2 separate regions of the Zea mays genome follow, and region 2 is linked to region 1. A link is a contact called in public Hi-C data. All regions are on one chromosome and are shown on one strand. Each heading gives the region's core, a stretch centred on a gene start, on an enhancer-like site or on the middle of the called end of the contact. The rest is flanking DNA. Distances are from core to core; before and after follow the strand shown.

Region 1 (4,760 bases), core at 1,136-3,635:
TTTTTTTTCTGAAATTTCTCACAAGTGATTTTAATAACCAAGCAAAAAGTGCAATAGATTGAGTGATACTATACAGTCTTTCTTCACTTCCCTCCACTAGGTTTTTTCCCCAAGTTTTAACGTGGTATAAGTTAGTCATGGTACTCGTCCAAGAGAGTGTTAAATTAAAAACCAAATACTCCCTCCGTTTCTTTTTATTTGTCGCTGGATAGTTCAATTTTGTACTATTCAGCGACAAATAAAACGAAACGGAGGGAGTAAATAGTTATGTGGACTATTACTGAACCTATTCTTAAGAAACTATCTTTCTATATAGCAAACTTGTACAGCTTGTAATGAACAAAACATGTGGAGAGAAGAGATACCCTTCACCGTTGCATCATCTCTCTCTGTGTTTACGTCGCCGTGGAAAGAGAAACGAATCTTTCGTATCTTCCTCCTCACGAATGTATCGCTGACGGAAGGATCCAGGTTTTGAATCTAGAACTTGTGACGCAGCGTCCACGACCACAAGCCATTGCCGTTGTCCAACATGACCTATTCCGCGTCCACTGACTGCGCCGGGCGTGCGCGGGCAGTGTGTGTACCTGCTACGTGCAGGCGTGTGCACTCTTGAATTTGAATGGATGTCCTCATGCCAAGGCGTCAAGCCCGTGGTTTTGACCTGTGACGATATGATATTCTAGTAATCTGATCCCAGCTAGAGATTTTGCTGCAGCCTTGACCTGTTTGGTCAAGCCGATGGGGTAAATGCCGGATATATCCTATGGGATTGCTATTTGCTATTGCTTATGCACAGACTCTCTTGATAAATATAATCTGGATGTCCCTGTCCACGCTGCATCACTGGTATCTGCCCGGGTGGCAGCTGCGGCTGCAGGTCTTCGTATTGCTGCAGCTGCAATCTATAGAGACAAAATATTGTAGAAGTCACGGCCAGACTTTGTAAACTTCTTCAAACAGTACTTGCAAACCAAGTAAAATAGGGCGCCAAGAGTAAACATCTTGTATGACACGCAGGGACGGAGCCAGAAAAAAGTTTAGGAGGGACTGAACTAAATTGCTGCAGTATAAAAGCTCATTCTACATTATATTATATATATTTTAGATTAGGGGAGGCTATAGTGGGGCTCCATGGGATCCGAAACGGTAGGAGGGGCTCGAGCCCCGCCCGCCCCACCGCTAGATCCGTCCCTGATGACACGCATGTTTTCTTCAACCGAGGAAACTATAGTGCTAGACTAAGACCAATGGCTCTATAGCGTTAGACTAAGGTCTAAGACCGTCTGTAGCAGTTTATCCATAGTTTACTTAAAAACACTGTTTTGCACTGATCTATCCGGTAGATTGCACTATTCACAGAATGAAGTTTGAATATATGGTAAGCTGCTGGAGATAGTCTAACGCTATAGCCATGGAGGCATGGATGCTATGGTACACAACGTATCTGATACCATTATTTCACATAATTCAATTCCCAACCTTGAAGCTAGAAGAACAATAATGTAATGTGTTCTTGCACAAGTTATTCATAATAACTTATTCATTTCATCATTTGTGTGCTAGTTTAGTTTATTTGTTTCTCACGTACGTGTCTCCTGGATCAACTATATAGGTACGTATGTTTGAGCAGCTCGATGGAGCTCATGGGCAGAAGACGACGTTGTAGTTGGTGCCGCCGGGGCAAGTGTAGGTGCTGGTGGCGTCGTCCTTGGGATAGCTGTAGGCGTCCGGGCAGAGCCCCTTGAAGAACTTGGAGTAGTCGGTGGGCCCGCAGTTGTCCGTCGCCGAGCCGGTGCAGCAGTACTGGTCCGTCTTGAACACGGTGCAGGGGTTGTCGCATCCGCCGGGGGCCTGCAGCGCGGCGGGGCACTGCGACGTGACGTCGGCGTCGCAGCGCGGCCCGCCCTTGGGGCACCCGGAGCCGTCGCCGGCGGGCAGGAAGTCCATGGGCACGTTGAAGCCGTCCACCAGGGAGATGTCGAAGAAGTCGAGGCCGTCGAACTTGTTGAGCCCGAACTCGGCCAGCGTGTTGGGCGCCTGCCCGTACTGCGCGCACTGCAGCACGCCGCCGCAGTCGCCCGTCTGGCACTGCCCGTTGCCGCTGCCGTCGAAGGAGCAGCCCGTGCGCGCCCACACGCGCCCGCCCGTCGTGCCCGCCGGCACGTCGATGCTCCACGTCTGCCCGTTGTCCAGCTGCTGCCCGCCGCCCGGCACGGCGGCCGCCCACACGGTGTACGGGCAGTTGTTGGTCACGGTGAAGGTGGCCGCGTCGGCAGCGGCCGCGAGGAGGAGGACGACGACGAGCGGGAAGAGGTGGTGGAGGACGGAAGCCATTTCGTCTGTCTGTCTGCTAGCTGCTCCGAATTACCCCCTCCAACTGTCTTGCTGCTGAGTAGTGATGATGTCTATATATAGCTGTGGTAGTGTGAAGAATTCAACATTTGCGTGCTACAGTTTTCTCGCCGAGCTTCCACGAGTTTGGCAAGGAAAAACGGATAGCGAGTCGTAGCTTTGTCTTGCTGGCATGGCATGTATACGCTCGTCTGCTAAATCCTAAATAGGAGTGCTATACGCAAATAATGCACTGGATCCGATTTACGCTGCCAAACTTGATGTGGATTTTGTTGATCGATAAAGCGTCCATTACTGCTTGACCTTTCGACCAAAATGTGTGTCGAGAATGTATATTGCGACTAAATACTAAATGTTGCTCGCTCCGTAATGCAACGTTCATTTCCACACAGCTGCTAATGTTAAGATATATTTGCATTCTGTTGTTCGTTAATAGACGAGCATGGAATTCTGGGATACTCATTCGTTCCAAAATGTTCCGAGGCAAGCTTCTCTACAGTTTACTAAGCTCATAGATATTTACACTAACGTCCATATAATACCTAATAAATACACTGCCAAGATATATGTTACTCCCTCAGTCCCAAATTAAAATTTGTTTTTGCCTTTTAATGATTCATACGATAATTAATGTATGTGTTTCGTATATGTATCTAGATTTCTCATCATCAATTTGAATATAGATATAAACAAAATAAGTGCTACAACGAATACTAAATTAAGATAGAGGGAGTATGATATTTCTAAAGAAGCTAGGTTAGCTCTCAATCCATGTGGATTGAGTGAGATTGGATGGGTTTGAATCCCAAATAAGTCAAACTTCTTCTCAACTTTTTCCAATCTCATCCAATCCATATATATTGGGAATAACCGAACAAGCCCTAATTTGGTGTTCTATATGTTGGCGCATATATATAATATAAGTTGGAGTCAGAGAAGTCTAATCCAGAACAAAACTATAACGACCTAGGGTATGCAACACATACATATAGTATTATGGGAAGTAAAGTTTCCCCCATCAAACTTTGCTTGTGCGTAGTCTAATTTTTAACCTTAAACTATGAAACCGGGTAACAAACATCTTTCAATTGTTAAAACCAGACAAATTTAATCACCATGCTGGTTATAAAGATGGTTTTTATATTTTTATAAATAATAAAAATATGAATTATTGTATAAAATTTTAAGATTTATCTATTTGAAATCAAGAAAATATGAACTAACACTGTTTTTTTTTCTAAAAATGTTCTATACTTGTTTATGATCTAGATATATGTGTTTAGAATCAGTTTAGGCCTGTTTGGATCCTTTGGATCGAATTCCATTTTAATAACCATGATTTAGACACATATCAATTAAGCTAATATGGTTTTATGTGTAAAATATCTATATTGTTGTCTATACGAGAAAGATATTTATGTGCTACATGAATGGCGCGTGTTACCCTGTTTGTAATTCAAAGTTGAAAATGAGACTACATTGCAAGTCATTACACAATTACCCTATACTGGTTGAAATGATAATGTGTCGCTTCTTCCAGAAGTGACGTCAAACTGCAAAAAGAAAATATGGGATAATGTTGGAATTAAATGAACTGTTTGCCGCGGGTACCTTGAATTTTCCACCCATGTTGACGAATCAGCACGAGTGCGCAAGACTTCTACATGTGGGTCTGATGAGTCTAAAATTTATCCAGAATTGCTTGAATATTTGCAGCTGCATGTGCTCGGAGATTTCTGCCAAACAACAGCGTGCAGTAGACGTCAAATTGATATGGCTGAAATGGGTGCCACGTACGGATCATGGACGCGCCAAATACATGGTCCTTCCGATGATTGTGGCGAGTGCGTCGCTGGCAACTGGCATGTCAAATTCATGATCTTTTGCCTTTGGAGCTTCAGAGTGATAAGAAAAAAGGTTTTACTTTCAAAAACAAAGGGGAAAATATTACCTTTTCTGACAAAAAATGTGCGACGGCCACCATGTATTTCATAATTTACGCTCTTGATTTTTTTAAGGCCCCGTTTGTTTTATTTCATTTTGAGGAATTAGAATCTTACTAATAGAATATGTTATTTTTTTAGAATGTGACATTCCACCACTTTTCAAAGTTATCATATAAGCCTATCTCAAATTCATGGGGTGAGAGATAAAAATTGATTCTATAGATTTACATGCTATTTTTCTGATATACAACTTATAGTACACTCTTCTACTTGGACCGCTATAACATAAATGTAGTATATAACTATCTGTCTCATATGATTTAGAATAATATATAAATATATTACATATATAAATATATTACATATATAAATATATTACATATATAAATATATAAACTTAATTAGTTTTGTCTAAATTATAATTATTAAAATGGAATTCATTAGTTTTGTCTAAATTAT
Region 2 (4,760 bases), core at 839-3,338, 140 kb before region 1:
TTTGTTCCCCTAATTAAAAAATATTTTCGTTTTTTTACTTTTTTTGTGATTCTTAATTTGCCGAGTGAAAAGTAAAGAACCATTTGCCGATAAAATATTTACCGAGTGTTTGAGACACTCGGCAAAGAATACCAGTCCGGTAATGCATCCAGAAATCGTCCTAGCTTATCAAAATTTATATAAATTATACAAGTAATCCGGCTAGGAGGCTAGGAATCATGCCAAATCACTGTGTTCCAAGGAAAGGGAACTGGTTCATATATGTGGTAACCCGGCCGGCAACTTAATTTTTGTAGGAATAGCAATGGCGGTCCCACGTCTTGAAAGCATGAATCGGAATGATTGCGCGAACTGGTTTGTCATTAATTCTTTTTAAGGACGCTTAATTGCGGGTGAGTACAGGGGACTATATGTAGCACGGGCAGCTAACAAATTGAATTCGAAAATGACAGGACAGCCATATATGCACACGTACGTACTACGAACGTTTACGAAACTGTGGCGAGAGAGGAGGCGTTCACGGATGCACAGCTGGAAATTAAAGTGCGTGCGCTCCATTCTTTTTGGAAATAAAGGTGGTTGTGTGGCTAGCTGTTTGGATTCAGAACCATGCACGTCGAGAAGAAAACCTTGCTATAGAGATGGAGCTGATTAAACGACGACTGAGATGATGAGATGACAGTGTACTGCCGTAGTTAGCTCGGATGCAGTATTCATTCATTCATTCATCAGTACTAAATACTACGATCGATCGCGTGAAAGATGAGTGAGAAAGACTAGTCAGCGAGAATCATTGCTCGATACGTTCACGTCAGGACAGTGCTGTGTGTGCAGCAATTAACACCTGCTGTGGTTGATACGCCGCCGTCTGCTTCGTACAGGCGCAAATTTATTAATAAATCCGCAATCATCAATTAGGGCTTATTTTTCCGCTTCAACTCTGGCTCATGCAAAAGTTTTGCCAAACACCTCTTTTTCAAATGGCTTCACCAGTGAAGTGCTTTTCCAAAATGAACTAGAGGGCATGAGCCAAAAAAGTGGCTCACCCGGCTTCAGCTCACGTCATTTTTGCACAATAGCCCTCCCACCAGTCCAAATTATTTTTTTGGTCCTGCCCTCAATCCCTAGCCACGTACAGGAGAGATCGACCAGTATCGGTCTATAAAAAGTAAACTATATAAGGGTCTTTCTGAAAAACAACCTATAAGCCGTTTTGCCAAATGATTTTTCAGAATCGCTTTGGCTCATCTAAAGAAGTGGCCTCACCTCGTGAGCCAGAACCAAAGCCGTTTTTGGAGAAGCCAGAGTCCTGCCAAAGGGGCCCTTAATATGACCCCCTGCTGCATGGTGCATAGTATATGCATGCCATGCGCCACCGTATCGGTACTACGCTACTACTGGTTAGGCACAGTCGATTGAATGATAGTAACTAGCACGGTATGATACTGGTTATGCTACGGAACACCGGCCGGTCAGTACTGTTTGTCTATGTATACTGTCTATACGTGCGTACTAAGTACAGAAGCGCTGCATATGCCGGCCTGATGGTATGCACCACACTTAGGACTTAGGAGAACTGCAAGTTTATTAGCATCTAGCTATAGTATGCGCACGCACATTGATGATGCCGCCATCCGGCCGTGATACAGGCACTGTTTACCATTTCAGTTCACGACGGACGGATCAAGCAATGGTCGGATCGATGTCCTGAGAAACAGCGTACCACCAGAATGGCAGTGTCAGTGAGCGAGCAGTGCACGTCCCGGCCGGCCCGACCTGCGCTACGGCCGACATGCTTTCAGTGAGCCGTCCAGACAGCTCGCGCGGGGCAACCTGGACCAGCTTGCCTCTGTCTGATCGACTGCCGATTGCACAGGGTATGCATATGCTATGCTATGGATGAACAGAGGCATTGCATTCGCCGTTAACAGCCCCGTTCCTCGGTCTCTGGTGTCCAAAACTAATCGGGAAAACGGGCCTCGCTGTGTTCTTTCTACTTCCATATCCATCACCTCTGGTTCTGGGACCGTCCATTACGTCCCGCAACGGCAGCGTCATCTTCAAGGCCCACCATCAATTCTGGATGGAGATTTTGCAGGTGACTGGCCCGGCGGTCCAAAAAGGGAAGTAGGCTGGCCCAAGGCGTGCGCCCTTTGCCGTCTAGCAGACTCCACGGAAGGTCATTTGTTTCTGGGTCTAACGGGCCCGTGATTTTCATCCGTATGGGTCCACATCCACCGGTGCCCTCGTTAGACAAAGCATTTTTTTGTATTAGAATATTTGTCCATGGTTATATAGACAAATAGATCACCAAATCTATTTTTTATAATTTATTTATTTATATATACAAATATTTCTAATATTTTCTATAAACTTAGTCAAATTTTTTAAAAAAACTAGTCATATGGCCGTGCATTGCTACAGTATATATATATATATATGATATAGGATAAATTTTGTTTTAATAGATCACAAAATATATTTTTTCTATTGATTCGGTGGTTGTGAATATGGAGCCAACAAACAAGATTCAAACACTCACTTATACATAATTTTAACTTATTTTTTATATAAACTCTCCTATTATAGTATTAGAGAAAAGATTGTAGGGGTGCGAGTTAATTCTAAAGAAATATAGGTTTTTTTGAAAAAAAAAATTGATACGGGACGATGGTTGAAACTGATGTTTTAATATAGTATAAAATAAATAATTATAGTATTTATAAAAATATTTGTTATGACTAGTTTTGTATTTTGTAGAGGGTGTAGATGCACTCTCTAAAATGAATAGATTCGTCTCTCAGGGCCGGAAGAACTGAGGAAAAAGGAAGTGTGCGGTGTACGGGTAAGAGAGACGTTCGACCGTATCAAGAGAATTATTGGTAGGTGGTACTCCCATTTGATCACTACTAGTATATCGATTGACGACGACATATCTCTCCCTGACAGCATTCCAAATGCTGCCCGAATGAAAAAAATAAAGAGAGGGATGGATAAACAATATGTCAGCCAAGCGTGACAAGTGCTAGCTAGGTAGCGACCGAATGCGACCACACGGGCAAGCGACATCCAGCTTACCAATTGGCACATGTACACCAGCTGCCGTCGTAAGTACGTTAGCCCACGCAGGTCATCAGGCCAAATTAATATAATTTCGCATAGCAAAGATACATGTATGTGCAAGGGCAACACTCTATTTCTACATTATCCGATGGGTATCTGATATGTGGGCCATCCAAATTCATTATACTATCCTAAATTCACATTTTTCAATTTCCATGCATAACATGTTGTTTAGTTTTAATATTGTTGTTTGATGTTGTTGGAATGGTGAAATTATTAGATTGTGATAAAATTATTGTTTAGTGCTAAATGTTGAATTATAGTGGGCGGGCGAGTAACACATATCCGTTGGGTATAGCGGATATCCGACGGGTACGGATATAGGTACAGATCAATACCCATGAACGTATATGGATACATATATGGGTTGAGTTTTGTCTCGCGGCTATGGATTCACGAATCATATATCCATGTCCTACCCGTCCGATTGTCATCCCTAACCGGAGGAAACGAGACCCACGATGTCTCAGCCAAAAGCTCTTAGTGAAGACGGTGGGGAGTATCCAATAGGGGCTAGAAGTGAAGCACCACTTGCACGTAAATAAGGCCCGCTACTACCTACAGAGTAACCTATTTGATGTGCTTGGTCCTTGCACGAGCTTTCTTTTACGTAGGGACACCAACGAAGATTAGTAAGAACCTTGGACGATTCTAGATACCTCCACTGCCACTCAAAAATGTACACCATTCTAGTTTTATCATAAGTCAAAATGCTTGTAGCTTTGATCAAACCTGTAGAAGTGTATAAACATCTACAACATCAAATGAATGCACTGTATTTGTTTGTTTTGGAAAATTATATATAACCCTGCTGCCATTAAAAAATATACATCATTTTAGTTTTATCCTAAATGATAATATGCTTGTAACTTTGATCAAATCTGTAGAAGTGTATAAACATCCACACCACCAATATATAATGCATTATATATCAATATATATTCCATTGTGGATTTAATGAAGCTAATATTTTTGTTGTACATATTGGTGTTGTTGAGCACCAAAATGGCCACCAGACAGTCCAGCCCTATAGGTCAGAGAGTACGCGGTCCGGTCCCCACATACGTAGAATCAGTTAGGGTTCCGGGTTTCTAGCGGGATTTGTTAGCAAAACCTGCGGGATTAACTCGATAACCAACTTGTAATGGGTCCAGACCTCCCCTTTATATAGATGAAGACGGCTGATTGAACTCCCACAATCGATCCAATCAAACCAAGTTACCTTTTTTGCATCGTTCTCCTATTCCCTAGGAGTAGGAGTAATCTAGACTTAGTTTAGCCCTAGTTTAGTCTTCCATAACCATCTCTATTCCACTCTATGTCGATTAGGGATGCCTCGAGTGGTTTGCCGACCCCGGAGAAACCCATGGAACTCTTCTCCCCGATGAGATCTACCTAGAGGCGAGTTCTAGGGTTCTTCACGGAGAAGAACACCCTGCGCCATCGTGGATAGTCTAGCCCTAGGAGCAGACCGTCCAAGCGTACGCAGGGAAGGAGCGGCTCCTGAGCCCAAGTCATGGATCATCCACGCCTCTGCAGAGAACACCGCTAGGTGGTTCACTCCAAGTGTTAGGCGCCCATATCGGCGCCAACATACTCTTGCGACTCCGCTAGGGACATGAGTGTTTAGATGTTTC

What was found. A called contact is a pair of places that touch in the nucleus more often than the background predicts.
Region 2: a Hi-C map of leaf shows a contact between it and region 1, with 2.1 times the contacts expected there. The contact joins the enhancer-like site here to the promoter of pco103560(319) in region 1. A contact is called at or near these places in 7 of 25 Hi-C or Micro-C datasets (bundle sheath, ear, leaf and 1 more).

The regions. Positions count from the first base shown.
Region 1 is chr1:264,985,145-264,989,904 of Zm-B73-REFERENCE-NAM-5.0, reverse strand. It overlaps pco103560(319) (Protein P21), which reads right to left and starts at 2,385. Exons shown (of 1, transcript NM_001154054.2): 1 at 1,434-2,385. The coding sequence starts at 2,337. The coding sequence ends at 1,645. It overlaps LOC100284041, which reads right to left. Exons shown (of 5, transcript NM_001156939.1): 5 at 3,788-4,091.
Region 2 is chr1:265,125,444-265,130,203 of Zm-B73-REFERENCE-NAM-5.0, reverse strand. No RefSeq gene overlaps it. Among protein-coding and RNA genes, the nearest start is that of LOC542416, 48 kb to the right of the region's middle. Within about 2 kb of position 2,088, at least 18 of the 20 cell types and tissues checked have an H3K27ac peak or open chromatin away from gene starts, as enhancers often do. A contact at or near this core is called in bundle sheath, ear, leaf and 1 more, where this site is marked.